Linked DNA regions of Mus musculus: regions 1, 2 and 4 are each linked to region 3. The links are chromatin contacts, called in public Hi-C, HiChIP or PLAC-seq and Micro-C maps. All regions are on one chromosome and are shown on one strand. Each heading gives the region's core, a stretch centred on a gene start, on an enhancer-like site or on the middle of the called end of the contact. The rest is flanking DNA. Distances are from core to core; before and after follow the strand shown. Region 1 has its middle 60 kb from the start of 4921525O09Rik. Region 2 overlaps 4921525O09Rik (RIKEN cDNA 4921525O09 gene). Region 3 has its middle 110 kb from the start of Gm40948. Region 4 has its middle 49 kb from the start of Gm33041.

Region 1 (7,198 bases), core at 987-3,486, 180 kb after region 3:
TTCTTCCTTGGTTTGTGGTTGTGGGCCACATGAGAGCAGCTGAGGAGGGACACGTTAGCCAGGACCTGCCCTCCGTCTTTCCACTTTATTCTACATGCAAGAGAAGGGCAGAGATTGCCACAGCGTGGCGACGGCCTTCTGCCCAACTCCGTATCCCTCCAGACACGATGGCGTTGAAATCCACTCTTCATGCTGCTGTTGGTCAACATTTGAAGACTTGTTTATGAAAATATCAGGAACTGTCAGAACCCCACAGTAGGAAACCTTACCCCCAACACACATCAACCTCCGTTGTCCCTGCCCAAAATAACAAATCAGCTTCCTGGAAGGGCCTTGCTCAAACCTGGGAGCGACGTCAGCCTGCCCTCTGCCTGTGCGTATGAGGGCTGACCTTCTGAGATCAAACATTGTCCTGTCCAAGAGTCCCTTTGCCTAGAAATGTTCCTGCCTGGTGCAGATCCCTGTTTCCCTCAGCAGCCTGGCTGATTGTCTTCCCAGGGGGACTTGCCCAGTTCTGCTCTGAGCCACAGCTCTGCCAAAGTAAACCACATAGACTTACAAACAGTTTAAAATTCATTTTTCCTAGATGAGCTAAAGATGCATAAGGGAGAGAGAGGAACTTCATTTTTTTAAAAGTGTGTATGTGGGGGAGGGTCTTTTAGTATTATTATTAATAAGATCATGATGGTGATGAGAACAGGGATGTTTCAGAGGCTGGGGATGACCTGTCAGCTATACAAGACACATCTGTGACAGAGAAGAATCCATAGTGGCTCTCGCATACTGGAAGTCCTGGTGGCAGAGCTGAGAACCCATCACGTTGCAGGGATGTCAAACAGTATTGAACAGAGCTGTGAGCCAGGGTCTGCTGCTGGCACAGCACTTGGTTCTTCCAGACAAACAGGCCAGTTTCCCAGGATTTTGCAAGCAGCAGATGAGACCTGAATGATCACACACCAGATCTTGGCAGGGATTTGCTGTCCCTGTTTGCAAGATTGTCCCAGATTGGATCACAATGTACATAGAGATGGCTCTGAAATTCCCTCAGAGAACAAATTCCTCAATACAACTCTTCATCTGGAAATTTACCTAGCCACCCCCACCCCCGTCCACAAAAATGCTAACGTTTTTAAACTTGAAGGTGCATCAGAGGGGCCAGATGCAGTAGCAGACACATCTGTAAGCCCAGCATTCTTACAGTGAGATGGGAGGCTAAGACAAGGAGCCACAGAAGCGTGAGGGTCAGCTAGCCTTGGAGTGTGCAGTAGGGGACAGTAAGAGTGTCTCAGGCAAAAAGTCCCTGTATGGTTTAATAGGACCAGCAGAGGTTGTCCTGTGATCTCCACCCATGAGCTGTGGTATGCTTCCTCAGCCATGTTAATAAAGAGGGCAAGAATAAAAACAGTGATCAGCTGAACAGATTGGTGTTACCATTTATTTGGTGCATCCCAACACCCTGCTAGCATCTCTGTTTGCTTTGTGTCTGCACGCTCCACTCCTCTCTGGGGGGACGGAGAGTGCAAGGGGACTTGATTTTACTCCAGGGTGCACGTTTAGCATGGAAGCCACGGCTGCCTGCAGCAAGCAAGCAGGAGGGTGGAGGAGACTGTAGCCTCTGCTGGACACTGTGAATCGGTGCTTGTTCTGTGCTTACAATGAACATCATCACCATAGAAACCTGGCAAGAGCTGTGTAAGAGTCTGCAGCCTTCGCCAGATGAATGTTTTGCTGTTAGGATTTGCTGTGGTCCTATTAAATCATACGGGGTGTTTTTCTGCCGGGCAACAGGCGCTGTCATAAAATGCATCCATCATCAGATCCTCACGCCACCCGTTGACCAGCCCCATGGTGCGTGTTGACATAAGCGGGCTGCAAACGGCACCCACAGCTGCAGGCTTGTGACAGGGACTCCCTTGCAACAGGTGTATGCTTTAAAGGACCCTGAACCTGGATTTACAGTGAGGCCAGCTGCTGCCTTTGGGACTGACCATTTGTCATCTCTAGATGGGTCACCCTCCTAAAAGACTAGCTTGTTGGAAATTCTATCCTCACCCATGGGACCCTGTCATAATTTTCTTTTTGCTGGCTTCTGCTAGCAGGGAGAAAAGAAGCTGAACAGCTTGCCCAAGCTTTAAGTTACAAAATCAACCAAACAAAACACTCACTTAGACCAGGCAGTACTGAAACATTCCAGAGATCTGAGAGTCCCAAGGTTGGTTAGGAACAAGGTCCTTGCCTCCTCTGGCAGAGTCCAGAGGTGACACCCAGCTCTGCTTTGTACAGCAGAAAGCATCAGCTCTGAACACCATGGCCCGCTAAATGTCCTCCACAAGAAAAATATTGTGGGCAGTTTCTATTCTGGGAGGAACTTTTGGTAAACAAAAACTTTATCCGGGTGCCACTCATCACTGTACTGAAGAAGGGGAAAAGACTTGAAATAGCCAAGTGGACGATTTTGGTTGGCTCAAAGCCCGAGTTCTTCTACCAGCTTGGGTACTTTGAGACCCACACTCACAGAGTGCTCTTGGAGCTTCCTGACAAAGTTTAACTTGAGTGGCGCAGGCATGTACAGTTTTCTTTCTCAAAGTGAAAGTGACACGTGTTCAGAGGAGACCAGGAAGACGTAAGAATGTAAATCAATAAACGGTTTGCAGAACTGACCCACAACCTCCTGACCTATATATAACTGAAGGCCTACTGACTTGCGGTGTTCGTTCCTCTTGCAGAGAGACTTAGAGAAACAAGAGGAAACATTTGGAAGCTGGGGATCCAATTAATGAGGATTAGAGTCAGGTCTGGAAGTCCAGATGTCATAGCAACAGAATTAGGGTTAGGTAACATCCAGCTATATTGTCTTTCTCTAAGAAGCCTGGAGAGGCCAGAGGGAAGTGACGACCTGGGAAGGTGTGCTCTACCTAGGATCCCTCTGTCCTTTACATCGGTGGCTCTTGGGGGCTGAGGATGACCTTAGAGAACCTGCCTAGCATGCGTGAGGTCCTGAGTTCAATCCCCGGCACTGGAAGTAAAACAACTTACAAGGTCCAGCCAGAACTACTCAGCCTCCTTCAGTGTCAGGCACACACTTGCAGAGATGTATACAAGAATGCAGGGGGCTTGGGAGATGGGTCTCCATCCAGTGGGGAGCCCCAATCCCTAGGTTTGTGGTGTGGAGCTAGAGAGTCTTATGTCTCAGAACCTGCAGCTGCAGGGGTCTCAGAGTTCAACAGGTAGGGAGAAAGAGCCTCTTGGGCTCCAGCTCCCTTGGCTGACAGGGCTCTCTCACACAGAAGAGTTCACGCCTGGGCTGCTAATTGGATGGGTGTAGACCTTAGCTATCACAAGAGGATAGGCTAAGGGTCTCGTGGCCTCTTTCCTTCTTTAGGAAATTGAAATTACAGATCTAGACTAAGCCTCAGATGAATAGGAGTGTCCATCTCTGCACATGTCTGCTAGGGTGGGGTTGGGGCGCAGCCTCTGGGGCACTAGTTATGGGTCCACAGTGGGGATCCTGAGAAGCCTGGACTCTATCTTTGCGGGAAGCTTCAACCCCTAAAGCAAAGGTAGTATTTGGTCTCGGGAAAGACGCCTGGATGGAATTTGGGGTCCGGGCTCTTTCCTCCAGGCATGGGAGATACAGCACTGAATAAATATAGACAGGACTTGTGTTCTTGGAAGGATTTATTTTATTGTTGTTCTGTTTGTTCATCTTTTTTATTTATTTAAAGTCTTGCTATGTAGCCTTAGATGATTTAGAACTCACTGTGGACCAGATGGGCCACAAACTTATAGAGCTCAATCTGCCTCTGCCTCCTGAGTGCTTGGATTAAAAGCATGTACCACCCACTATATGTATTAGTTAGGGTTTTCCAGAATAGCAGAATTTATATATGGGACACACATATGCACACATGTGTATGTATGTGTATACATGTGTATGTGTGTGTGTGTGTGTGTGTGTGTGTGTGTGTGTGTGTGTGTGATTTATTGGAATCACTTACAGACTATGATCCAACTAATCCAACAATGTCAGACTATGAATGGGAACCCCAAGAATCCAATAGTTAATCCGTTCCCAAGGCTGGATGTCTCAGTTGGTCTTCAGTAGATGCTAGAGTTCCAGAGAAATAGGCTCTAATGCCAATGAAGGAATGGACTTGCTACCAAGACAAGAGCAAGCAGGCAAAGAGCAAAAGCTTTCTTCTTCCATGAATTTATATAGGCTTCCAGCAGGTGTGGCATGGATTATAGGTGTGTCTTCCTGCCTCAAGGTCCAGATCAAAGGTGAGTATCTCTCTACTTCAAAGGTCTAGACTAGATATAGATTCACCTCCCAGGTGTTCCCTTCATTTCTGGATTGTAGTTTTTTCCAGATGTAGTCAAACTGACAATGAAGAATGTCCATCATACAGTGGGAGGAAGATGTAGTCAAACTGACAATGAAGAATGTCCATCATACAGTGGGAGGAAGTGTTTCGGAAGAACCCTTTTCCCCAGCAGCTCACGGCATTTCTCCCTCTAGATTTTTTGATGTATTCCAGAATATTCCAGAAGCCTCTAGGACTTTCCACTGTCTTCCTGTAACCCAGGTTGCCCCTTAGGAAGGGAACACAAAGTGTTGCTACAGAAAGACAAGATTTCAAGTTCTCTTTGAAAGAATATTTAATTTCAAAACAGCACCAGGAAACCTAGGCTAGGCAGGGGACCCCATAGTATGACCTAGGATACCATCTAAAATCCTAGAGTAAAACACAGGGAGCAAGAGTCAGTGTACAGCTCAGATGAACAACTCAGCCCCATGCTGGTACTCCTATATATACTACGTATGGGCCTACAGTCTGGACAAAACAACTCTCACAAGGCAGAAAGCAAGTTAAGGCATGCCTGTTCCAGCCTCATGTCTGTGGCCATGAAACCTTGTGCAGAACCTCACCTTGCTACATCCACTCATGTAGTGACTCGCGTGACAGGCCTAGAAGCCTGGAAGCAGTCCCAAGGCAAAGAGTTTCATGGAAACTTAGCTTCCTGGAACCTTGGCATTCCCATAGCACATATGCTCCAAACCTATCCTGGAGTTAGTTTGGTGTATGGATCTGTCTGCTCTCTTTCAGTATTGTTTTATTATAAGTGCCTTTAAGGATTGATTTTGACATACAGCTAAGCCTTCGCCAGTGTTCCAATGTCCTAGGAAGTCCTTGAGCTGACCTTGAGCTTGGAATTCAGTAAGAAGGTTACCTATTCAGTAACATTCAAATTTACCTCTAGTAGAGACAGTGAAAGTAATCAGGCATCACAATTTACTTGAATAGAGCTAGAAATCTCAGGGCTAGTCTACATAGTAATTACTTAGGACAATAGCCAAGTTACTCCCATACACACTTTGCTTGCTTAGAAAAATTACATTCAGATATGCACTCTCTCTGTGTCTGTGTCTGTTTGTCATCAGCACCAACTCCTTGCTTGCCTGTAACCAGAACCCTGAGTTTTCCTGCAGATCGAGGACCCGACTGAGGTTCGTCTGCAGCATCACCTCTTTTCCTATAGCTTGAGGATGTTGACCTCCTAGATCCTGGACTTAGTGAAATGGACAGAGCTGCTCTCCAGTTAGGACTGTAGGCACCTGTAGGTAATAGGTTGTAGGTTGTAGGTAGTAGGTAGTGGGCAGTGGGCAGTGGGCAGTGGGCTGTAGGTTGTAGGTTGTAGGCAGTGGTATCCCTCTGTGCCAGGCCCATTCTCACCTTGGGAATACTTTAGGAGAACCCACAAAAATTCTTATGAACCAGAACCCAGGTCACTGAACCAGACAGCACAGAGCAGAACAGGAAGCTAAGGGTGCCACAGGGGCAGATGATCATCAGAGCAAAGAGCCTTACACCCAAGTGTTAGTGGACGCTCAGATATTTTGTAACACTCTGTGTGGATTTCTGTGTCACTCGTGGGTACTTTATTTATTTGGAAGCTAGGATTTATTTGAAACCTATGACTAGGATTCTTTTGAACATATATTTTGATTAAACATATGTTTATTAGGGACTTTTTGCATTAGTGAGATGAAATACTATGTTAGTCTATGGAGATATCTTAAGACTAACTTAAAAGAAGAAGGGTTTATTGGCTCACAGTTAAGGGTACAGTCCATCATGGTGGGGAAGGCACGGCAGGAGTGTGAGACCGCCGATCACATTGCCTCTGCAATCAGAAAGCAGAGAGAGGTGAACGCTCTCTCTTAGCTCGTTTCTTCTGTTCACTCAGTCTAGGACTTCAGCCTTTGTGCAATGATGCCACCCTCCTTCAGGGTCAAACCTCCTCAGTCACATCACGTGATCAGACCCTAAGTGATTCCAAACGAAGGCAAGCTGCAGTGAGGACGAACCGTCCCACTTACACTTCTCTTCCGTTTGCCTCTTTCACTGAATACCATGTGTTCTACTAAATCCAATGGATTTTTTTTAAGTTTCTTAAGGTTTCTGGATATATACCCTGGTTGATTGACAGCTTTGTGCACTCCGCCTTCTTTGATAGCAGTTACGATGATGGCTTGTGTGTCACTCACTGTAGTGCTCCTAAATAGCTATGCCAGAAGGAACATCATTATCTTCTCCCTACTTTGTATTTGGAAATGTTGGAAGCGCAGGCTTCTCTCTCTACACTGTCTCTCTTGGCAGACCTACCTGTTTCCTGATTGAAAAGACCACTTGGCACAGGTTACACAGCCCGACCCTCCTTCTTCATTGAAAGGCCTGTGCCCTCTTTCCTCTGGGTGTCTTTGTTTTGTGTCTAACAATCATCAGCAGTAATAAAGGCAAGGCTAACACGGGTCTTACGACAATTGGAATTGTCAACTTGACAACTTAGATTCGCCTGAGAAAATGACTCTGAGGGGGATTCTCTCCATCAGGTGGGATCGGATCTAAAGAGTTAGGTCAACTGTCATTGCTTCTCAGAGTCTGTGGAGATATCAAAAGCTTCCTTATTTATTGCCACAGGGTGTTCTACTGGTGCATGGTCAATTGTTATATTTCTGGCATACAGCTAAGTTATCCTTGGGAGTTAGTTTTACAATGAGCTGTAGAATTTTGCCTCCCCTTGCTTTGTTCCTTTATATATATGTGTGTGTGTGTGTGTGTGTGTGTGTGTGTGTATCCCTAAACAAGGTCTTTACTCATCTTCCTCTTTGTGTCTGTGGTGGGGGTGGAGGTGC
Region 2 (7,149 bases), core at 4,642-7,141, 140 kb after region 3:
CTTGGTAGGCATGCCCAGAGGCTTGTCTCCTAGGAGACACTGGATCCCTCCTGTCAGGTCGACAGTATTAACCATCACAGCCTTGCAGGGCCTGCCTGTCCTGCCTGGTAGGAAGAGCTGCTTCCTCCTACCTAAGGCCTGTCCCTGCCACTCTCTCCAAATCATTTCGGTCTTGTTTCTTATCTTCCCGTCCACCATCTCTTTTCCTCCCTGCTTAGTCCTCTCTTTCTCTCTCCTGGGTTCCTGCAGTGATTTGCAAAATACAGTAAGCTTCTTCCATCAATTAAAGCCCAGCAGAAACATCAAGCTTGCCCTACACTCTGCGGGGGTGGGGTTTCCCGCAGGGGCTGCCTACAACTGTCTCCAGTTTTCTCTTCCCTGTCACTTTGCCATCGCTCTAATCTAGCTTTTGCTGGCACTGTGCCACCAAGACACCCGGGGTTCGGGTGACTAACAGCCTCTGCACGCTGCATGCACGCTTTGCGGAGTTCTGGACAAATGAGAACAACAGGTGAAGCCTATTTGCCCTCCGTCCTGGGTTTCCTCCTCCTCTTTGGCTGCACCTCAGTCTCCTGACAGGTTCACCCTGTAAAACCACCATTAAACTGGGCCCTTCCTTCTCCTTTTTTTTTTTTTCTCAAAAAAAAAAAAAAAAAAAAAAACCTCTGAATTTTCACCTGGAACACCTTAATTTCCTCCTACAGCCACTTCCTTATTTCTTGTCAAGGTTCCAGGTTGGCCCATCCTCTCACGTGACTTGGGATACAGGCCCGGTAGGTACGTGCCAGTCAGATGGGAGCGTCCCTGCATGGGATCCAACTTCCTCTGTTGAGTTGCTTTTCTGAGCCTTGCTCCTCATTCTCAATAGGAGAGACTGAGACCATAGGGAGACCGTAGGGACATCAGACCTTTTATTTACCCGAGACAGGGCTCCTCGGCTCCCGGACAACTGTAGGACCACCACGACTTTAGCATCCTACAAATTTAGTCAAATCCTACAAATGTTGGGGTGATTACCAAGAAACATGGCTTGTCTGTGTCATGGTGGGATGAGTCACCCTTTAGTGGCTCTAAGGCCATGCTTCTTGTTCTGTGAGCTAGCGAATCCTTTCAATGTTGACCTCAATTTAGGTTCAAGTTTTAGTTATGGGATTATGTCCTTTCAGCTCCACACACCACTGATTTGCATATATATATATGTGTGTGTGTGTGTGTGTGTGTGTGTGTGTGTGTGTGTGCATATATATATGTCATCATATTGACATAATCTTCAGAGCTTGAAATTTGTATAGCTCATGGCTGGCTGGCTTAGAGTCATATCGTAGTTATCTTGAAGGCCCCCTCTCAGTTCTAGAAACCAAGACATGACCTGTCTGTCCTTTGGCCTCCCATTCCTCCATAGCCTCTCCTGCAGTGGATGGTGTCTTGTGTGTCTAGTTCCGCACATAGGAATCGAGGAGCCCTCCTTGTATCTTATTTTGCCTCAGCCCTTTGGTCAATCCTAATAAATACTTTTCTAGCTAAATCTCTCTCCTCGTGGCCTCTCCTGAAGTGTTTGTACTGTCTGATCTCACACATGTTCTTAGTACTGTCTTTTTGGCTACAGAGTATTTGCTCTTTGCCCTTGCCTAGTTCCATACTCTACAGCCCGCTGCTGTCAAGGGACCAGTTAATGCACGTGGTTCCTGGCATACGGTGGTTTGAGAAAGTTATCTTTTTTTTTTGTTTGTTTGTTTGATTTCATGATCGTTTAAAGAAACTATAGGCAATCAGAAGAAACCATACCTCGGGTTTTAAATGTTTGTGTTTTCAGGGATAGTGATGTCCTATATGACCATTTTTTATGTAAGATGCTGGTCAGAGAGAGTAGGCTGTAGGCTGTAGCTTCTTGTAGGCTCCAATAGCCCTGCTCCTCCCCCCACCCCCGGGGGGGGGGACACTGATGCTCTACTGCTCTGTGCCTGCTTCGACGATGTTCTCTAGTTATGGGGACACAACCCCATCAGAAATCGAAGTGCACCAGTCCTTGAGAAAACAATGAACTTGTTTTCCTGCAGCTGAGGCTCAGACCTCTAGCTGAGTTCTGTGTTATCTGAAGTGTTCCAAGAAGGACGGAGCAGCCTTCTGCTTCGTGGTCTGGAATGCAGCCATCTGTAGGTCTCAGGGAGCGGCCCACTCGGCATCTTTCCAGTTGTTTCTCCTGGAGGAGAAATCTAGAAAGTTCTCCAGGGGCACAGTTCACTTTTTAAAGCTCCCTGTTTTTAAACTTTTATTGCTCATGTCTAAGTCTGTGTCTTTATGAGCTATACAGGCTGCACGTTGAGGTAGGCGCATCTGTGGAGGCCAGAGGTAAATGTCAGCTGTCATTTCTCAGTAAGCACTCACATTATTTACTGAGACAGGATCTCTTGCTGAACGTCACATGCTGATTTCTGGTAGACTGGACTGAGCAGTGAGCCGCCAAGGATCACTTATCTCTGAGCCCCTACCCAGTACTGGGGTTCCAGGCATGCACCAACCAGACGTGGCTCTTTATGTGGGTGCGGGGATCCAAGATCAGATGGTTATATGTGCACTGTAAGGACCTTACCCCCGCGCCTCTCCCCAGCCCCCTCAGAGCTACCCACGGAACGTCTCCCCAACACTGTTGAAGCTCTGTCCTGAAGACTGACTTATTTGTGCAGTTATCACCTTGGATGACTGACTTGTTGGGTTTTCCCAGGGCTAAGCGTTCTGAGCGCATGGAAAGACAAGAAAACCTATATTCTTAGCATCCTGCTGAGCAGCGTCCTAGATGGGTAAAGAGTCTGTGTCTAGCATAGTGGAATCAAGTCTGTAGGGTGCCAGGGTCATCAAGAGGATGCTCTGTGGGGACTCTCTTCTGAGGGGACATGATATACTCTCAGGGAATAAGTCAAATAGAGAATGGTCTTTTCACCATTGTGGACCTGACTCTTCCCCTCCTTGCTTCACCCCTAGCCAGGAACCTCTTATGACTCGGGACAGCTATCCAGGGGAGGGATGGAAGGTGGGGGTGGCTAAATAAGCACCTTTGAGGTCACACTTGCTTTTCTGACAAGTTCCCTCATGCCTCTCTTTTCTTCCTCTCAGCATGCATTGCAGGTAGACTGTGAGAGTGACTATCCAAGGCCATCACAAGGCCAAACCCAGTTCTGCTGCGTGCTGCTTGCTTTTCTCCTGAGCGTGCCCGTGGGGATGTGTTTGTTCAGTGCTGGGACTTTTTTCTGTGCCTAAGGCTGTTCAGAACATTTTTGGGTTTTATATCAGTCTGAATTTAGAATCTTGGAGGAAGAATAAAAGCTTGCTTGCTTACCTCAGGAAAGGCGGGACTAGAGGACGGGAAGTGACCTCACCAAGCTCTGTTTCCCATCTCTATTTCCCTGTTTCTATGTGTCTTTTCCCATATACTTATTCATGTGTGTTTACACATATATGTATGCTGTGTGAGGATATGCACATGTGCGTCTGAACATATGTGCGTGAGTGCGTACACACATACACCCACCCCACACACACCTAGTCTTTCCCCCATAATGCAAGCTAAGTGGTCCCACATCTATGCAAAGCTACTTTGGCTACATCAACATGCAGATGTGAGGGATGTAGTAAGATGGAGGTGGAATAGAGGGTATGTATGAACAGGTGGATCACAGAATGGTCTGAGGAACCCCAAGGTGCTCTTGTGGCAGCAAGCCACTGCATGGAGAGAAAATGATTGTTAGAAAAAGACACACACCAAGTTTACCCTGCATGCAGGAGACAGACTCAGGTTGATACTAGAGTTTTCAGGGACTTAGGCGACTGGTGACTCCTTACTTAGGCAGGGAGCCAAGGCGATGGGAGGAGAGAGACCCTGCTCTCAGATAGAGGACATCGAAGAGCAAGAATGACATCAGAAAGATTCAGGGGACATGAAGGATTTGGGAGACTGCCCATCTGGAAGAGCCCCAGAGCATCTTTGGGAAGCCTCCAGCCTCCCATCCAGATGTGAGGTAAGAGGCAAGGGAGCAGCAGAGGAAACAGGAGAGCAGAGGCAGGCACAGGGTGCCTTGGGTGCAGCCCTCAGTGAAAGAAGAAGGTGCTAAGGTCACAAGGGGGAAGGGCCCTAGGTCAAGGTCAAGGCCGTGTGTGTGTGTGTGTGTGTGTGTGTGTGTGTACTCACGTGCGTTCTTGCAAACAGGTACCATTAGGACTTTGATCTGGGGACACAGTTGGAGTGTAAGGACCTAAGTTTGGATCCTTAGAATCCATGTAAAACCTTGTAGTGGTAGCTGGCATTTATAAGAGCAGCACATCTCAGGCGAGCTAGGAGAGGCAGGAGAATCCCTGAAGCTCTCTCTGTCAGGCCAGCTACCATGGTGCTAAATACCAAGAGACCCTGCCTCAGGCAAGGGGAAAGATGAGGGCTAACAGTGGAGGTTGTCCTCTGGCATCCATATGCCTCGTGGCACTTGCACACATGACCGTGCATGCACACACAAGGGCACACATTCATGTAATCATTGACTCGTGTACACAGGCACACACACACATACATACATACATACATACATACATGCACATACACAAGTATACATACACATGCATGCACAGAGAGGAGGGGGAGGTTACAGGGCTTTGGGGAGAGGAGAGGAAGCTGGAGCCCAAGCTAGAACATTCCTTTTCCTCTCAGGCTCTGAAGAGTGCAGTAACCCCATTTGTGAGGAAGATGGGCCCACTCCCAGTGAAGTGGTACCGACAGAGACCAAGGGTTTGTGCTCTGACCAGATTGTCCTCAGATCAGGAGTGGGCTGAGCCATTCTGAGCACAGGCTGGTACAAAACGTCTCTCCCGTGGCTAACAGCATGGGCCGTTGACCACACGCGGGCATGCTTGTGCTGCCTCAAAAGCACTTAGGCTGCTCCTCCCCTCCCTTTCTGCCTTTAGTGCCAGAAGAGAAATTGCCTGGTCCTCATGCAGCCTGCTCATCTGAGCTGGCAGCTTGCTGGCTGGCTGCAGATAAACAGCAGCAGGTAGGAGGCAAGCGTGCAGTGCTGGCTCCCGAGTGGGAACTGTCATTTCTGCTGGTCCTGTAAAACTAGGAAGGGAATCCTATTTCTGCTGCATAGTATAGGTTCCCAGGATGCAGCCTGCCCCAGTGTACAGGTGAAGGTCCAGGTGGGCCCCACTTTGTAACAGTGGGTCCACAGAGCCCCTTCCGTGCTCTTGTGTCTGTCCCCCCCCCCCCCTTTGGATGAAGTACAGGATGAATCTTTTTTTTTGTAGTTACAAACCAAATTCTTTTATTGGATATTTTCTTTATATACATTTCAAATGCTATCCAGAAAGTTCCCTATACCCTCTCCCCGCCCTGCTCCCCTACCCACCCACTCCTGCTTCTTGGCCCTGGCATTCCCCTGTACTGGGAATGGGCCTATAATGTTTGCAATACCAAGGGGCCTCTCTTCCCAGTGACGGCTGACTAGGCCATCTTCTGCTACATATGCAGCTAGAGATATGAGCTCTGGGGCTACTGGTTAGTTCATATTGTTGCTCCACCTATAGGGTTGCAGACCCCTTCAGCTCCTTGGGTGCTTTCTCTAGCTTCTCCATTGGGCTTCCTGTGTTCCATCCTATAGAAGACTGTGAGCATCCACTTCTGTATTTGTCAGGCACTGGCATAGCCTCACACGAGACAGCTATAACAGGGTTCCTTCAGTAAAATCTTTCTGGCATATGATCACGAAGGATGAATCATTCTTAGGGAAAGGCTGTTGGGTGGAAACGTGAGAAGCCAGGAAGATGTGACTTGCCTGCAGGCGAAACCCTGCACAGAGTGTTCTCCTCTGCAGAACTTGGTTCCAGCGAGAGGCACTGGGGTAAGGGTGTTCCCTCCCTGGAGGCTCCTCAGTTCTACTTGGCAAATGTTACCAACAATGTGCTACCATGGACTGTTCTAACTTGAAATCTACTCTTTGGTTTTCTGCTCTCACGGCCCAACTGTGTTGTCGGGGAGCCTTGAACCCCTGAGTGGAGAGAAACATGCTGTATATAAAATGGAGGAGCAGAGCTGGGGAGAGGGATGCTGTTGTGATTGGATGTGAACTGTCCCCCAGGCTCACGTGTTTGAACATTTGTTCCTCGTGAGAGGACGTTACTTGGGAATATTGTGGAACCTTTAGGAAGTGGATCCTGGCTAGAGAAAATGAGTCACTGAGGCGGGCTCTTGAGGTTTATAACCCAGCACCACTTCCTGTTTAGGCTCAGCCAGTTGTGACCGGCTGGCTTCCTGTCCCTATTACCCATACCTTCCATGCCTTCTGCAGTGACTTAACCACAACAAAGGCCCTGTGTCCCTTCAGACTGCGAGCCAGAATAAGCCTTCTTGCCTCAGGGATTTGTCATGTCAGGAAGAAATGTCACGTGCTTGTGCTCACACAGGGTGACTGAGCGAGGGATCTTAGCAATGCCGTTTTCCAAACTCCAAAGTTGTCTTAGCACATCATTTATGGGCACCCTTCTGTTGCCTATGAATCTGAACTCTGGCTAAATATGCCTTCCCCATGACAGAGGTGCTTTTGCTCAGGAAGTCCAGAGCCTCTTCTCACTGTGGTCTCCATTGCCCTCCTGAACACACTATCCCACTGGGCAGCATGGCCTTCATCCTCCCGTAGTACTCTTTACGCTGCTTGGAATCCAGGTGGGGCAGCTCAACAACTTCACCATCACTTACTGACATAAATTTGGTTCACATGGGATCCTGCCTGGTGAAAAGCCATGCTTTCTGGGGGTTGGCAGCTGCTCAAGATAGCAAACAATTAGAGACAAGGGACAGGAGTCAAGGGACTTTGGGTGATGTACACACCAGTGGGAAGCCCGGCCAAGGAGAGGTTCCATGGTGCAGGTCACTTCCTAGTGCGAAGGAGCAGTTTCCACCCCCAAAACTGCGAGGGTGGGGCCTCCACTTCCTGTCTTGTCCTTTCTATAGAAGGTCAAGGACACTGGAGACAAGATGTGACCACTTGGAGTGCTCTTCGAGGGTGTCTGATGAGCACCCCTTGTGGGCTGTGTCACTGGTGAATGAGGGACGACTTAGAACTCAAGTGTCAAAGCCTTGAGCAGCAGAGAGCTCACTTCAGGGGAGTTGAT
Region 3 (7,372 bases), core at 2,875-5,374:
ACGCTTGTGCACTTGCACAAGCACACACCCTCCCTCTTTCTGACACAAATACAAACATCTAGAAATAGGAAGGCTGCCCAGAACTGGAGCTGATGTCTGCCTGCCTGTTCCCACCAGCAGCAGCCGAGAGGCAGATACAAACGGAGCATATCAATGGATGGATATGCTCTCATCACGGATAGATAAAGAAATGCCGTGTACATGTGTGTGTCAACTATGTTTCCTATCCTCCAAGACTTTGCGGTGTGAGGCCTCGCTGATCCTGCAGAGACACATAGCCCTAGCTAGGAAAAGGCCTCTTGTCAACCAACCAATCCCTCCACTCCCCAGTATCTCCTGTCTCAAGCTTGTCCACACTGAGCCACTATAGCGATGCTCTCCTTGTGTGGGTCCAGGTAGCAGACAACAGGGACATCTCTGCCCAAGAGCCTGTTCACCCTGTCTGACAGGTTCCTTCCCAAGGAGGCCACAATCAAGAATCTCCATGCTGTTTGCCTCACTCCTACCTCCTGACCTTTCCCTGGGGCCTCCAGTGGGGTTCTTCATGGCATGGCCTCCTGCCACCGAGGACCTGTGAGGAGTCACTTTTCCCTTACAAGCATCCTGTCCTCCACCCCAGGGTCCACTGTATGGGAGTGAGTGAATCCTGGATGCTTTAGAAACATACACTTAGAATCATCCACAAAAGGAAAGGGAGCTTTGGCACACAGCCTACAGGAAAGGCCCTTGAGAACGCAGGTGGGGCCCGGATGGACAGAGAGAACAGGGCAGACTCCGTGCAAGAACAAGGGCTGTTACCAAGCAAGGATAGGAAGAACTAGCTACTGACATACAAGTGACCTGGAGGAGCAGCCAGTCTCAAAGACTACATGGCTCCAAGTGCAGCTAGCTGTCCTCACACCACTGAATGCATCAGGAATGGAGAATGTGCAGAGAATTAGTCACTTGCCAGAAACTGGAGCTTTTACCTCATTCCCTCCACATGCTGAGAACACTTCTGTCAGCCCCCCCCCCACCCCCCCCCCCCCCGCCCTGTCCAGCCAAGCTGCGGCAAACAAAGCCTGCTTACAACGGAGTGCCAAATATCTCACATAACTTGGTGAATGTGGGATGCTGTGGGGGAACCTTACCTGTTCTTGGGGCAGCTATGGTATCTTTGGAAGATACCATTGACACCACAGCCTGGCATATCAACCCCCCAAATCACACAGCACGTGGCTAGTGAGAGAAAAGATCCAAATTCCAAATACCAAGTGCAGTTTCCACCGAATTCCATCGTGGTCATAAAGTAGGAAAATCTTAGCCCTGAGCCGCGGTAGGTCAGCAGCAGCCATTCTCAGAAGAGTGACTCGGCGGATGGAATAGTTGCATTGAGGGTGTGGATGTGAAGGTGTAGCTCTGGGGAGTTGTTGTGGGGCGGGGGGACTGGGCATAAAATCTTTCTAAGAACTAACTGTAGTGGGACTTCATCCTATTTTACAATAGACTTTACAACTCAAAGAGCTGGAGTTATTGCCTTTACCATATGTAAATGGAGAAAAATACAGAAAATCAAGTAAAATAACTGCACCGATTTGACCGGATCGTCTTAAAAAAGGACCTTTCTCCCAAGAAAAGACCAGAAGAGAATTAATTCCATCTGGCTCCGTTCCACGAAGTTTTAAAAGTAGGTAAATTCATAGACAGAAAGGAGAGTGATTTACAGGGCGTGTGGGGGAGGGGAGCCGGTGTTTAATAAGGCCTTGGCTTCAGTTTGGGAAACAGTTCTAGGGGTGGATGACGTCAGCGGCTTCGGATATGCTTACAGCCATTGGTCTATGTATTTAGAAATGGCTAGGAGGTGGGGGCGGGGTGCAGACATAGCTCAGTTGGTAAGCTGCTTGCTTCAGGAGCATAAAAATCTGAGTTCAGATGCTAGCATGCACATAAAACAGAGGGCACAGTGGTAAACATCTACACTCAGAGCACTGGGGAGACAGGGACAGGGGGATGCCTGGTGAGCTCATTTGCTGAATTGGCGAACTCTGTGTTGGTTCAGTGGGAGATAGTATCTCCAAAAATATTGAGGAGTAATGGTCTGCACCCACCCGTGCCACATATGCACACCCACATGAACATGCACATACACAAACCATAACATAGTATATAAAATAGTATATACACATACACAAACCATAACATAGTATATATCATGTATACCTTACCTCGGTATAAAGAATCAGCGAGGCTGCTGGCCAAGGTGGCCCTCAGCTCAGTGTGTGGGAGATGCTAAGGGCAGGGTGCAGTACTCTCTTGTGTGGCCCACACCTAGCAGGTGCCTGGACTAAGTTGTTTTGAATGGGACACAGTGTTCTTGGTCAGGTGTGAGCACGGGTCGCCCAGGTCTTCATGGTTCCATGTGGTCATGAGCTTCGGGAACCTGGCCTAGCAGTGCCACCGGAGGGCCTCCTTCTGACCAAACACACAAATGCAGCTTTGGCAAGCAGCCCTGAGTAGGTGCTGGTCCAGGAGGGAGTTTCCCAGGTGCGGGGTGGGGGTGGGGGGGTGGGGGGCTGGGGGGGGGCAGGTGCTCCTCCTGAGGATTGGTGGGTTATTCTGTTCTTTCTGCAACTACAGGTGTGCCCGTTTGGAGGTGAGTCAGTCTGTGTGTTGGTCTACACTGCAGCTGCTTGAGTTTCCTCTGGGTCCCCCTTTGCATCCGTCTGGTAGCATTGCTACCTAACCTGCCTAGCCCAGGGCACCACTCATGCAGCCAGTTCCCAGGCAGACAGGGCTCTCAGTGGAGAAGGCTCAGGTAGTGTGCAGCCAGCCCGAGCTTTGATGCAGAACAGGAGAGGCCGCACTTTGGTTTTCATACTTAGGCTCCTGACTGGATCTCAATGAAGCCACAGCCCAATCCCCCAAACAGGGTTCCCAGTGCACTATGAAGCTAGCTGCCAGCCCAGCCCAGCCAAGAACCCTGGAGGCTGCAGACACATGTTGGCTCTCTTTCAGGACTTGTGGTGGTCTTCTTCCCTCCCCAGTCTCGCAGGTTTTATTTGAAAGACCTGAGCCCCAGCTTTCAACTCCTTCCTCAGCTCTCTGATAAAAAGCAAACAGAATCAGCTCTTACAGCTTTGCCTGGAGCTGAGGCTCACACCGCCCACAAAGGCAGGCAGGCCATCAAAGCACTGGAGCTCAGGTGTGTGGCCTGAGACCAAGGTGCAGGTGGGAAGGAGACTGTGTGTGTCCCAGCAATGGCTCTGGCATCCTCCAGGGTCATTTTCTTCAGCTGCGGCCCCTATGCCAGGCCTGTGGCCACTGCCCTGGCTGTGCCTGACCTTCTTGCAGACCCGTCTTGAGTGCCAGCAAACCCTGCAGACAGCCTGATACCTGCAGACAACATCTTAATTGCCCTGTAAGACAGTTTGGCTGCTGAGCCCCTTTTGTGGGCAGGCACAGTTTGAACTTCAAAGAGTTTTGTAAAGTTTACCACAGCCCTAGGAGCGACAGGATAATTTTGGTGTCGTTGGAGAGGAGGCTTGGCGGGGCTCCTAACTCTGCTCTGGTCTACAAGCCCCAGGGGCACCCTGGTCTGTGGGACTCACCCAATGAAGCCCTCTTCCCAACCAGGGAAGGCCGCCAACTCCGCTTCAATGGCGCCTGACTCCAGTTCTACCACAAGGCTGGGCCAGGGCGTGGGTTGGAGACCCAGCTGAGTTCCCTGCTCCCCAGAGACCTTGGAGGAAGCAAGCCACACACCGGTATGTCTGGAGAGGCGTGTGCTGATTCTCGGGCTCACCCCAGGAAGAAAAACCTGTGCCTCTTCACCTTCCAAAGCAGTGAGATGTCAGAAGATAACTCACTCATAAACCAGGAGATGGTAATCCTGGAGTCAGACTCTGCTGGACTTTGGGTAAGGGTAGCATGGCACAGGCATTCTCAGATCCAGTTTCTCTACCTCAGCAGTGAGGCTGGCATTTGGTGGTTTACTACCTCTCTTTGGGAGGAGGCATGCCTGTGACATGCCTGTCCCCGACTCTCATGGGACCAGGGAGCATTGAGCGTCCTCTGCCTGGTGGGCTCCCAGCTCCTGCAAACAGAGGCTTCTGACTGGAGTTTGAGGAATGCAGGGAGGCCTGGGCGGAGCTACTGCAGACTAGGGGAGCCCTGGGGAGCAGCTGCCACAAACTGGAGCAGGGCTGGACCTTCCTCAACTATGGCAGGAATGTCAGCATGTACTCTTTGGGGTAGGAAGGCTGAAGCAGCCATTTTTAGCAGCTGTGTGGCCCAGCCCTTCCTTTGCCAATACGAAGGGCTGGGTGGCTCCAGGCCACAGCTCTGGAATGTGACAGGTCACACTGTACTTTATGGTGGTGGCAGGGGACAAAGTATGAAGAAGCCAGGAGGCAGAGGGAGAGCATGCATGCACCCAGGGGACCCGCCCTGCCCTGGTAAGACTCTTATCAGCACACTCCAGCTGTGCAGAAGCTTGCCCCCCCCCCCCTTCCTGTGGACACAGACCCTCATGCCTGCCCTGCAGGCCTTTGGCCTTCGAGAACTCTCAGAACCAATTGAAAGGCACCCAGTGCTGTGGGGCTGGTGTGCAAGGCGAGGCCTTAAAGTATCCTGAGGACTACTTGCTGTCCCCATCCATGGTCACTCTGCTGGCCAGCTGCCAGCCTCCTTAAGGATCCTTTAGATTAAAACAGGTTTTAGAGGCAAGCAGGCTGAGATGTAATCTGACTTCACCTCCAACATGAATAGGATTTTTATTGTTTCGCTGATGGTTATTGGAGAAGGGGGTCTGGGGACAGTGACTCTGGGGAGGGTCGGTCTTGGGAATGGGCAGGCCTTCAGCAGTGAGATGCCAAGGAAGAAAGGAAGACTGGGGAGCTCCAGCTGGCAGGGTTAAATATTGGAGCCACGGGCTGCCTTAGGCCTTAGCAGAAAGCTGACACAGAGAAGGTGACAGCAGGACTTGTTCCTGCTGCTAGAGGGGACAGAGGGCGGACTGACAATTTGCTCAGAGCCTGCAGCAGCTTCCCTCTCCTCCCTGCCTTTCCTACCTGGGTCAAAGTGGCTTTTCTAGGTCACTTTCACAACAGTCTTCCTTGTAGCTGGCCCCAGAAGGAGAAGGGAGGCTTCACGCTGGAGCAGCTGCTGCCAGGGCCCTGCACAACCCTGGTGGTAGAACAAATCTGTATCAAGATTAGCATACAAAGGAAGCTCTTTCCCACCTGGCATCAGACAACAAATGGAGCACACTTAGTTTGCAGAAAAAGAATGGAAGTCCTTTCTCACCCATACTTCACCCACAAACGAAGCATGGGCAAGAAGCTGTGTAATGTCCTAGAAAGGTCTGGTGCCCTGTGGCCCAAGCTTTACCTTTGGCTCACTGGCTCACTTGTACCCTAGTCTCAGGGGTGCTTTCCCTTTCGTAGCAAGTTATCTTTCTACTTCTTATTTTATGTTTAAAATGGTGTGTGTCTGTGGTTATGAACATGAGTATAGGTACCACGGAGGCCAGAGGAGGGCGCCAGATTTCTTGTAGCTGGAATCACAAGTAGTAGTGAGCCACCTGACAGGGGCGCTGGAAACCAGACTCTGGTTCTCTGTAAGGACCGCAAGTGCTCTGAACTGCTGAGCTGTCTCCTAGTCACTCTTAAGCACCACGTCATCTCTGTGTCCTTGGTCCAATTTATTGTCTGCAGTCACAGACACAGGAAGCTAATATATCAATAGGTGCACTGGAATCCCCCTTCCCTCAGTGGGTGCTCTGGGACTCTGATTCTCATCTATAGTACCCACACATCACTGTGGGTCTTGTCCATCTGGTGTGTGTGTGTGTGTGTGTGTGTGTGTGTGTGAGAGAGAGAGAGAGAGAGAGAGAGAGAGAGAGAACATGCACATGTATAGACAGGCAAACAGATAACCAGAGGAGGGGGGTAGGGGATTATGGGAAGTAGAGACTTGGAGAGTCAATGTCCAGTGTAGTGATGATGGATACCATATCTTACTGAAGGCCTGATACTGAACTGTGGTTATGAACTGATACTGTGGTTATGAACATGAGTGTAGGTACCACGGAGGCCAGAGGAGGGCGCCAGATTTCTTGTAGCTGGAATCACAAGTAGTAGTGAGCCACCTGACGGGGGCGCTGGAAACCAGACTCTGGTTCTCTGTAAGGACCGCAAGAAGGTCTGAGAACCAGGACACCGAAGTCTAAAGACAGAATTGGGAGCTCAGGTCAAATACAGCACCTCTCCCTCAGCCCTTGTCCTCCATGAAGGTGGTCAGCACCTGCAGTCTTGAGGTGTTCTACTGATTCCAGTACTCATTTCTCCAGCACTCATCTTTCCAGCAATGTCTTTCCACATGTACCCAGAAGCGATGCATTCTCGGACATCAGGGCACCTATCAGCTCAGATAAGCTGACGTAACATCAACCTTTCCCCTCACCTGTTCCTCTGAGGTCCCAGTGGTCTGAAGCACCAGGGCTTACCAATCTCTGAAATGGATTTGATATTTTCCCAGAGTGGGCCATGGATGTTCTGAGTGGGGTATGCGTCGGAGACACAGGCTCACAGGAGGCCTTCACAGACTGCATGTTGGTTTGGCTAAAAATCTGAACGTGAAACTTCCCACCACAGGTTCATGTGTCTGAACAATTGGTCCTCAGATGGTGGTGTTGCTGGGTGGGGGGTGGGAGTGAGGGGTTGTGGAATCTTTAAGAAGAAGGGCCTTGCTGGAGGGAGCTGGTTACTAAAGGTGAGTCTTGAGGCCTAGAATAGCCTGGTCTACTTCCTGTCTGGTTTCTCTTTTATCAGTGGTTCTCAACCTTCCTACTGCTGTGACGCTCTAACACAGTTCCTCATGGTGCGGTGACCATAAAATTACTTTCATTGCTACTTTATAACTGTAATTTTGCTACTGTTATGAATCGTAATATAAATATCTGCTATGCAGGATATCTGATATGTGACCCGCAGAGGGTTTGCAACCCACCGGTTGAGAACTGCTTATCTCTGTAGGCGAGAACAAGTAGCTTCCTCAGGCCCCTGTGCCATGATGCTGCCTGTCACCGAGACTTCCCCACTACAAGGGACTGCATCCCTTTAAACCATGAGCCAAACAGCATCATTTTTCTGCTAAGTTGACGTTTACAGACATTTGATCATGGCAACGAGAAAACCAGTTAAAATATGGGTCCACAGAAAGGGAAGCCCAGGAGTCAGGATTAAGCAGAGATTTCATAGCAGGAGGTCCCTGAAGCAAGAGTCATACTCATGACCATTTAAGTTCATCCACAAATTGCACTGCAGGAGTCATAGGCTGTCATTGGATCCTTAGAATGTCCACAGACACCCTCTGCTTCATCATGGAGTGCTTG
Region 4 (6,598 bases), core at 4,074-6,573, 200 kb after region 3:
TGGGAGAGGGAACCTCAACTGAGGAACAATGACCCTACCCAATGGCCCTGAGGGCAAGTCTGAGGTTCATTTTCTTGATTGGTGATTGATGTGGAATGGACTCAGCTCAATGTGGGTGGTGATACCCCTGGGCTGGTGGTCCTAGGTGCTATAAGAAATAAGGCTGAGCAAGCCATGGCAAACAAGCCAGTAATCAGCGTTCCTCCATGGCCTCTGGTGCTGTGCCTGCCTCGAGTGAGTGCCTTGACCTCTCTGGATGATGGACTATAAGTCCATATAATGGAATAAATCCTTTCCTCCCAAAGTTACTTTCGGTCTTGGTGTTTTCTCACAGTGACAGAAACCCTAACTAAGACAGTTTGAGATGTAAAGGCCAAGCAAGTGCTTCCGTGATGATTTACCTCTAATTTGAAGAGTTCATCAGAAATATAGGGAGAATGACAGCTTAGTGTCACACTCAGAGATCTGAAGGGCGCACTCTCATGGGAGCCTTTAACGCACTGGAGAGTTCCTCATAGATGATGGAGGGACAGTTCACATTCCATCAAAGAATACCCTAACGGAAGCTGCTAGAATAGACGTGTCAATCTCTAAGCAGATGAAGCAGCACCAAGCATAGAAAATCACAGAACTCAGCCTCCATACTGATGAATTCTCTCTCCTTCCATTTCTATAAGGAAGTTCAGAAATAACTCTACCTTTGCAACACAGACAGTGGGATGACAAAAGATGCTCCCTGGCTGTTGCTCTCTGCTACAGTTAATCTTCATTGTTAACTTGCTTGGATCTTTGTATTCCCTTGGAAACACACCTCAGAAAGGGTCTGGGAGGGCATTAACCAAGGAAGAAAGGCTCCTCCTATTGAATGCTCTGCACCATCCCATGGATGTCCCAGGGATCCTAGCCTGAAGAAGATGGAGGAGGGGAGACATCAATATAAGCACCAGAGTCCATCTAGTTCTGCTTCCTGACTGTGGACACAATGTGTTGCCATGTTCCCCTAGCACTGATCACAGCACTGTTGAGCTGTGAGCCAAAGAAGCCTTCCTTTCTTCAGTTGCTTCTTTCAGATACTAAAGCACTCTGTCACCCCTCTCCTAACAGAGTCCAGAGGGACCTGGTCCATTTGAGCTGTGTGCTCACTCTGGTCTGCTATAGTGGAAGTACCAGGCTTAACTCTCATGATGAAGAGATGCAGAGGAAATCTGAGATCTTGCAAGACAAACATAATTCAGAAGATGAGTAAATTCAGCCTCCAGTGATGTAGAGTATGTCAAGATGACCCATAAAAGAGGCACACTATTGACATTTTTGTGTCAGCCCCAAGGAAGAAGTTTCTGGATGCAGGATATGCCAGATTTATCCTTCTCTGGTCAATATCCTGAATGACACAAAAGGTTGTCATCTGTGAGTAAAGCCCAAAGCAGACGAGAGCTCTGCAGCAGGTACAGAATGGCGTGTTGTTGACTTGCAACATGCATCTGTCCCACACTCCTCCACACAGGTGGCACTAGCCATACCTTTGTAGAAAAGGACATGTTGTGGAGCCTGGAGCAAGTCACAATAAAAAGCAGACAAAGGCTATACATGAGCCTAATAGAACTTCCCTCTAACTAAAGATGCCTTATCGTCTGGCACTTGTGAAACACCAACCAGATGCTAGAACACAGTACCATCTCTCAGATAGGTAGACCAGATAGCTTCCTGATGTCAGGTCAGAGAATTGGATCCATTGGCAAGAAGGAAAGATGATTGCTTGTTTGACATTGGTCTATATACTACTTATAGGTTTGCCTTTCTGACTATAAGACCTGGCCCAGCAAGATGATGTGATGACTTTCAAGAAATAACTGTGTATTCTCCTCTGACTAAGGAACCCAGTCAACAGCAGAGGAGGGAGCACGAAACACAGACCTGGAGTCCCTTGACCTTCACTTACCACAAAAGAAGAACTGATGACCAAATGGCAGAGTTAGACAGATTTGAAAAGGCCTACATTGGTGATGACTTGGTGACTATGGGTCACATAGCACACTCTTCAGTTTGAAGTGGATACCCTAAGCCCATGACTGTTTATCTCACAGCACCAGGTTCCCAGAGCAAGGGGATCAAATCTAGGTACTTTGAGGAATAAAATCTGTTTTACAGGTTCTATGAGCCAGCTTAGGTCCAGCTCCAAATGAACAGAAAACTCCACACCCTTTCTAGTATCTTCTAGTCTAGCTATTCTCCAAAGTCCTCTATGTACCCCTTTGCCTAAATTAAAGATTAGCAAATCTCCAGCAGCCAAGCTTGCCAGCAATGTTGTGCTTCTGATACGCTTTACTTGACCTTGTTATTTGTATCTGTGTCCGCCATGTGAGTGTGGGTGTTTATGGAGGTCAGAGGAGGGCATCAGATCCCCTGGTGTTGGAGTTAGAGGTAGCTATGAAATGTCTGACATGGGTGCTGAGGAGAACAAAAACCACTTCAGGTTCTTTGGAAGAACAGCAAGTGCTCTTAACCTGTAAGCCATCTCTCCGGCTCTAATATACTCTGAAATAAACAGGATGTAAAACATAGAGATGAGCCCACACACTTTTTTCGTGGAGAGAAAAAAAAAAAAAAAGACAAACATAGCAACATAAGGAAACAGGAGACTTGGGTGAAGTGTAAGATTGTACCTCCTGTTTACGCAGTGAGCGGAAAGGGACGAAGGGTCATGTATCGGGATTTATAAACTGTGTTCTGAACTCTAGCAGAGTGCCAGCCACTCTAGGCTGATGCCTGGTCTTGCAAAGCCATAAAAGAAACCGTCTTGTTCTACCTGCATGAATGTCTAGTAATCTATCATGGAGTGAGGATTATTGTTTCTCACTGTAGACGTGGGAGAAGAAGTAGATGTTATACCCTATCCATTACCTTCTTATGGAATCATTTACACTTACTTCCCTTTCTGCATTTCTAGGGTCTTTGAATAGAGAGGTCTCTATTGCACAGAGGGGAACACTACAACCATACATAATAAGGGTCCCATTAAAGTTAAGTGTTGTCAGATGCCCCACCAATGTGAGTCTTTGACATCAGTGGACCAGGAGACACGGAAAGGAGGCAGTACCTTGTATAGGTAACTGCTCTATTATTCCTAGAAGAGACAACTTTGGTGGGGCACAGAAGGAAGGGCCTGGATCCTAGATACTTGTTACAGCTTCTGCTTGGTTATCCTTTATTTAACTAGACAAGGCAATGACTGAATAAATACTCATGTCAAAGGACTAGCCTGTGTATCACCAGTTACCTAAGCCAGCAGAAGCATGAGATATGAGTGCTGAGAACCTGGGAGAGGACAGTTGGGAGGGATAGGCAAAGCATCAGGTATGGCCCGGAGAAGAGTTGGAGAGATTCCAGCCATGGTACCATCTTCCATTCTCAACTTGTTCTCACAGAAAGACTAGCTAAAGTATAAGAGGAGATGCCTACAGAAAAGACTTGCATTAAGCCACTGGGGCTGAGCAGGACAGGGGAACACAGCAGTGGACCATAGTACCCACAAAACTACCTAGACAGTGCTCCTGCTTTCCCAAGCTGCTGCAAGAACTGGCTACTGGTGGCTCAATTGAGAAGTCCATCCAGAGAGAGGGTCACAAAAACCCAGGGCATGTTCATATACAAGGGATGGCCTACGTCAGTGTGCTCTTTACCTACCAAGACACATGTGCTCACGAATTAACAGCCACGACCAGAGACATAGGAAGAAAATGATTCCATGTGTAACTCTTTCTAAAGGCCACCTCAGACCTGGAGCTGGTTTGGATGGGGCCTTGTTGGAGACCACATTGCAACACAGATTCTTCAGTTTTTCAGCTGTTTCCATCCTTCTTGTATGGTTGTTGTTTAAATAAGTTGCCCAATCTATAAATCTCTGTCCCTGAGCTATTTTATAGCAAGTCCAAAGAAAGCCATTGGCTTTGATAAAAATATTTACTGTAAGAGATTGGTATCTGCTCAGGACACCCAAGACCAAGTTCTCAGCACAAAGATTTATTTACCCCAGAGGGACAAAGGGCAAAGGGAAAAGATAGAAGACAAGGGAGAAGGGGAAGAGAACAAGGGAGGCGGATATTTCTTCAGGGGACAAAGGACTGCCTCTGGATAGAGAGGAGACAGTGGAACATAGGCAGATGGCAGTTTATAAAGGGAAACCCCATGTTAAGATGAAGTATTTAACTTTAATTGGGCATGTTAATTACGTGAGCCACAGGGGTGGGGGAATTTGATTGCTGGACTTCAATACTTTGATAGCTAGACCTTGGTGGCCAGCCTCAGGAAGAAGTAGCCAAAGAAGGGAATAGACTTTGAGGGGCTAGCTTTAGGGATATAACCTAACATTTTTCAGCAGGGTGGAGGAAATTGGGAAGAAGGGCAAGGCCTGGCAGAGCCATGCCTGTAACACTCGAGGTGGCCCGAGTCCCTTTACCCACAGTTGCATGCTTTCCTTTAATGGGCCAGAACAGGCCACATATCCATTCTCTGGTGGTGACCCATGAGAAGAGTGGGTTTTCACTGTTAGATTTGTCATGTGACTTTTCCTGGGACTATGTAAAAAATGTCTTCTCACCTTAGATAAGACACTGACAAAAACAAACCAAAGCAATTATTCCACCAAAGTCCAGCATGGCCAACCATGAAGTAAGCAGTTTCTTACAGAAGCATGGATGGCTTAAAGGTGGTATCATCATGAAAAACAAAATCGGGGGCTGGAGAGATGGCTCAGTGGTTAAGAGCACTGACTGTGCTTCCAAAAGGTCCTGAGTTCAATTCCCAGCAACCACATGGTGGCTCACAACCACCTCAGTGGGACCTGATGCCCCTTTCTGGTGTGTCTGAAGACAGCTACAGTGTGCTCATATACATAGAATAAACAAATCTTTAAAAAAGAAAAGAGAAAAAAAGAAAAAAATCAGCTCAGCATGTATAAAAGCTCATAGAAAGCTTCATCTCTGGACATCCCAATGTGACTTTTCAGGCAGCTATGTTGTTCAGAGTCTTATGTCTCCACCCATTGTTTTCTGTTTTCTAAAACCTTAGGTCAGGGCCTTGTGAAACTTGTTAGTTTCAGGAACTTCCTTAAGGCTTGTGAGTTGTTTATCTTCGGAGTCTCTTGAGCCTCCTAGATTCTTCCTGGAAAGACTGTTTCAACTCAGAGGGAATTGCTATACAATAGGTTTAAATGGACTGAGGATGGAATGGCTGTTAGGGAATTGAGCAGAGTCACCAATACTGGGATTCTGGGAAGCCAGTGACTCACTCACAGAACTCTCCAGAAATGCCTCTGAGCTGTATCAGCATGGGACTGGAATGAACAACAGCTGCTCTTCTTGATCCCTGGTGGCACTGGACAGGAGACTATACTGCATGCCATTCCAGCCACCTGCCTACTGGTGGGAGAGAGCAGCTGCTGAAGTAGGCACTGTCTACAGGGAGCCTTTGCTCTGCCCAGCTGTTGCATGTGCAAACAAAAACGTGTGTGCACCTTTCAATTTCTAAACGTGTGGTCACTCTTCAACTGCTCAGTGCTCTCCTATAAAAATTAAAATTGGGCTGGGAAGGAGGTAGTTTTTGCCTTTCCTCGATATTGGTTCTCCTTTTTGCAGAATGTTATATCAAAAACTCCTTCACTTTTACTAGTCTCTTTATGGGAATGAGGGTCTCACTTCCCACAGATGTTCCTCAAGGAACAACATCTGAGGTTGACCTCTGGCCTCTACCTGTGCATGCACACTTGGGAATGTACATGCTGACATGTGCGCCTTCACACATAAACGTGCACAAACATTTATACATATACCCTGCAAAATGTATTAAAAAGAGAAAGATGAAATATTTAGGGGCCAGAGCTTTCTACTCAGTGAGAACTTTAAGGACGTTGTTAGGATTTGGATTTTAGCTTCCAAGAGCCCTAAGCTGGAGGATTTTGTAACTATGTGACACAGCAAATCCCACAGTGTATGTCTCTGATGCAGGGGATGTAACACGAGTTTCAGAAAAATAAGATGTGAGGCTATGAGGTCAAGTGTGTTTAGTTGCCCTGGCTAATAGAATAAATAGGTTTCTTTGCCAAGAGTCTACTGAGAGCATCCTACATCTCACACACAGCAATGGCAGATACTGCTGTGTGACCTCAGTGGACCCCTGGCTGTGTGTATATCCACAATTCAAATGATCCAGTAGCCCCTGACACAACAGCAGGCACTGCCTCATGTTTACAGAACCTAGTGTTATGCAAACATGTTTGAAGTGTTTCTGTGGCCGAGAAAGTTTCTGTTCCAGGTGTCTCTTGCTGAGTCTGATTTCAAAATGAGAAGATGTCTTGTGGGACAGTGAGCACAGTGGCACTTTCTGGGGTCGAAGGGGGCATGCAGCTGAGTTGTGCTAAGTGAGGCATCAGGATTTGGTCAGCTAGCTGACCCCTCTGAAACCTAAGTCCCCCCAGGTCACTGATCTATCTGCCCAGAATACTTACCAGAGATTCTATTTTAGGTTAGACCTGGTTTTGTTAGCCACCTGATCCATCAGGAGTATTCATGGCAATTGGCTGGGGACCTATGAAAACCAACAA

What was found. Hi-C and Micro-C count contacts between places; a contact is called where the count stands out from the background. HiChIP or PLAC-seq counts read pairs in DNA pulled down with a chosen protein or histone mark.
Region 1: a Hi-C map of myocytes shows a contact between it and region 3, with 2.9 times the contacts expected there. The contact joins two enhancer-like sites. A contact is called at or near these places in 1 of 15 datasets of contacts at CTCF or cohesin (CD8 T cells), 3 of 484 Hi-C or Micro-C datasets (embryonic fibroblasts, myocytes and nephron progenitors), 6 of 115 datasets of contacts at active chromatin or transcription factors (effector CD8 T cells, embryonic basal ganglia, fibro-adipogenic progenitors and 3 more) and 1 of 9 other capture datasets (embryonic stem cells).
Region 2: a contact with region 3 is called in a FOXA1 HiChIP or PLAC-seq map of pancreatic cancer cells. The contact joins two enhancer-like sites. A contact is called at or near these places in 4 of 484 Hi-C or Micro-C datasets (the 3T3-L1 cell line, bone marrow-derived macrophages, nephron progenitors and 1 more), 1 of 115 datasets of contacts at active chromatin or transcription factors (pancreatic cancer cells) and 1 of 9 other capture datasets (liver).
Region 4: a contact with region 3 is called in a Micro-C map of muscle stem cells, with 2.6 times the contacts expected there. The contact joins two enhancer-like sites. A contact is called at or near these places in 1 of 15 datasets of contacts at CTCF or cohesin (CD8 T cells), 8 of 484 Hi-C or Micro-C datasets (the HL-1 cell line, the N1E-115 cell line, bone marrow-derived macrophages and 4 more) and 7 of 115 datasets of contacts at active chromatin or transcription factors (cardiomyocytes, differentiating embryonic stem cells, embryonic stem cells and 3 more).

The regions. Positions count from the first base shown.
Region 1 is chr13:52,153,390-52,160,587 of GRCm38.p6, forward strand. No RefSeq gene overlaps it. Among named protein-coding and RNA genes, the nearest start is that of 4921525O09Rik, 60 kb to the left of the region's middle. Within about 2 kb of position 2,237, at least 116 of the 459 cell types and tissues checked have an H3K27ac peak or open chromatin away from gene starts, as enhancers often do. A contact at or near this core is called in myocytes, where this site is marked.
Region 2 is chr13:52,108,805-52,115,953 of GRCm38.p6, forward strand. The region is part of intron 3 of 4921525O09Rik (RIKEN cDNA 4921525O09 gene); the gene reads left to right. Among named protein-coding and RNA genes, the nearest start is that of 4921525O09Rik, 16 kb to the left of the region's middle. Within about 2 kb of position 5,892, at least 65 of the 459 cell types and tissues checked have an H3K27ac peak or open chromatin away from gene starts, as enhancers often do. A contact at or near this core is called in pancreatic cancer cells, where this site is marked.
Region 3 is chr13:51,971,882-51,979,253 of GRCm38.p6, forward strand. No RefSeq gene overlaps it. Among named protein-coding and RNA genes, the nearest start is that of Gm40948, 110 kb to the right of the region's middle. Within about 2 kb of position 4,125, at least 181 of the 459 cell types and tissues checked have an H3K27ac peak or open chromatin away from gene starts, as enhancers often do. A contact at or near this core is called in muscle stem cells, myocytes, pancreatic cancer cells and 1 more, where this site is marked.
Region 4 is chr13:52,170,503-52,177,100 of GRCm38.p6, forward strand. No RefSeq gene overlaps it. Among named protein-coding and RNA genes, the nearest start is that of Gm33041, 49 kb to the right of the region's middle. Within about 2 kb of position 5,324, at least 14 of the 459 cell types and tissues checked have an H3K27ac peak or open chromatin away from gene starts, as enhancers often do. A contact at or near this core is called in muscle stem cells and trophoblast stem cells, where this site is marked.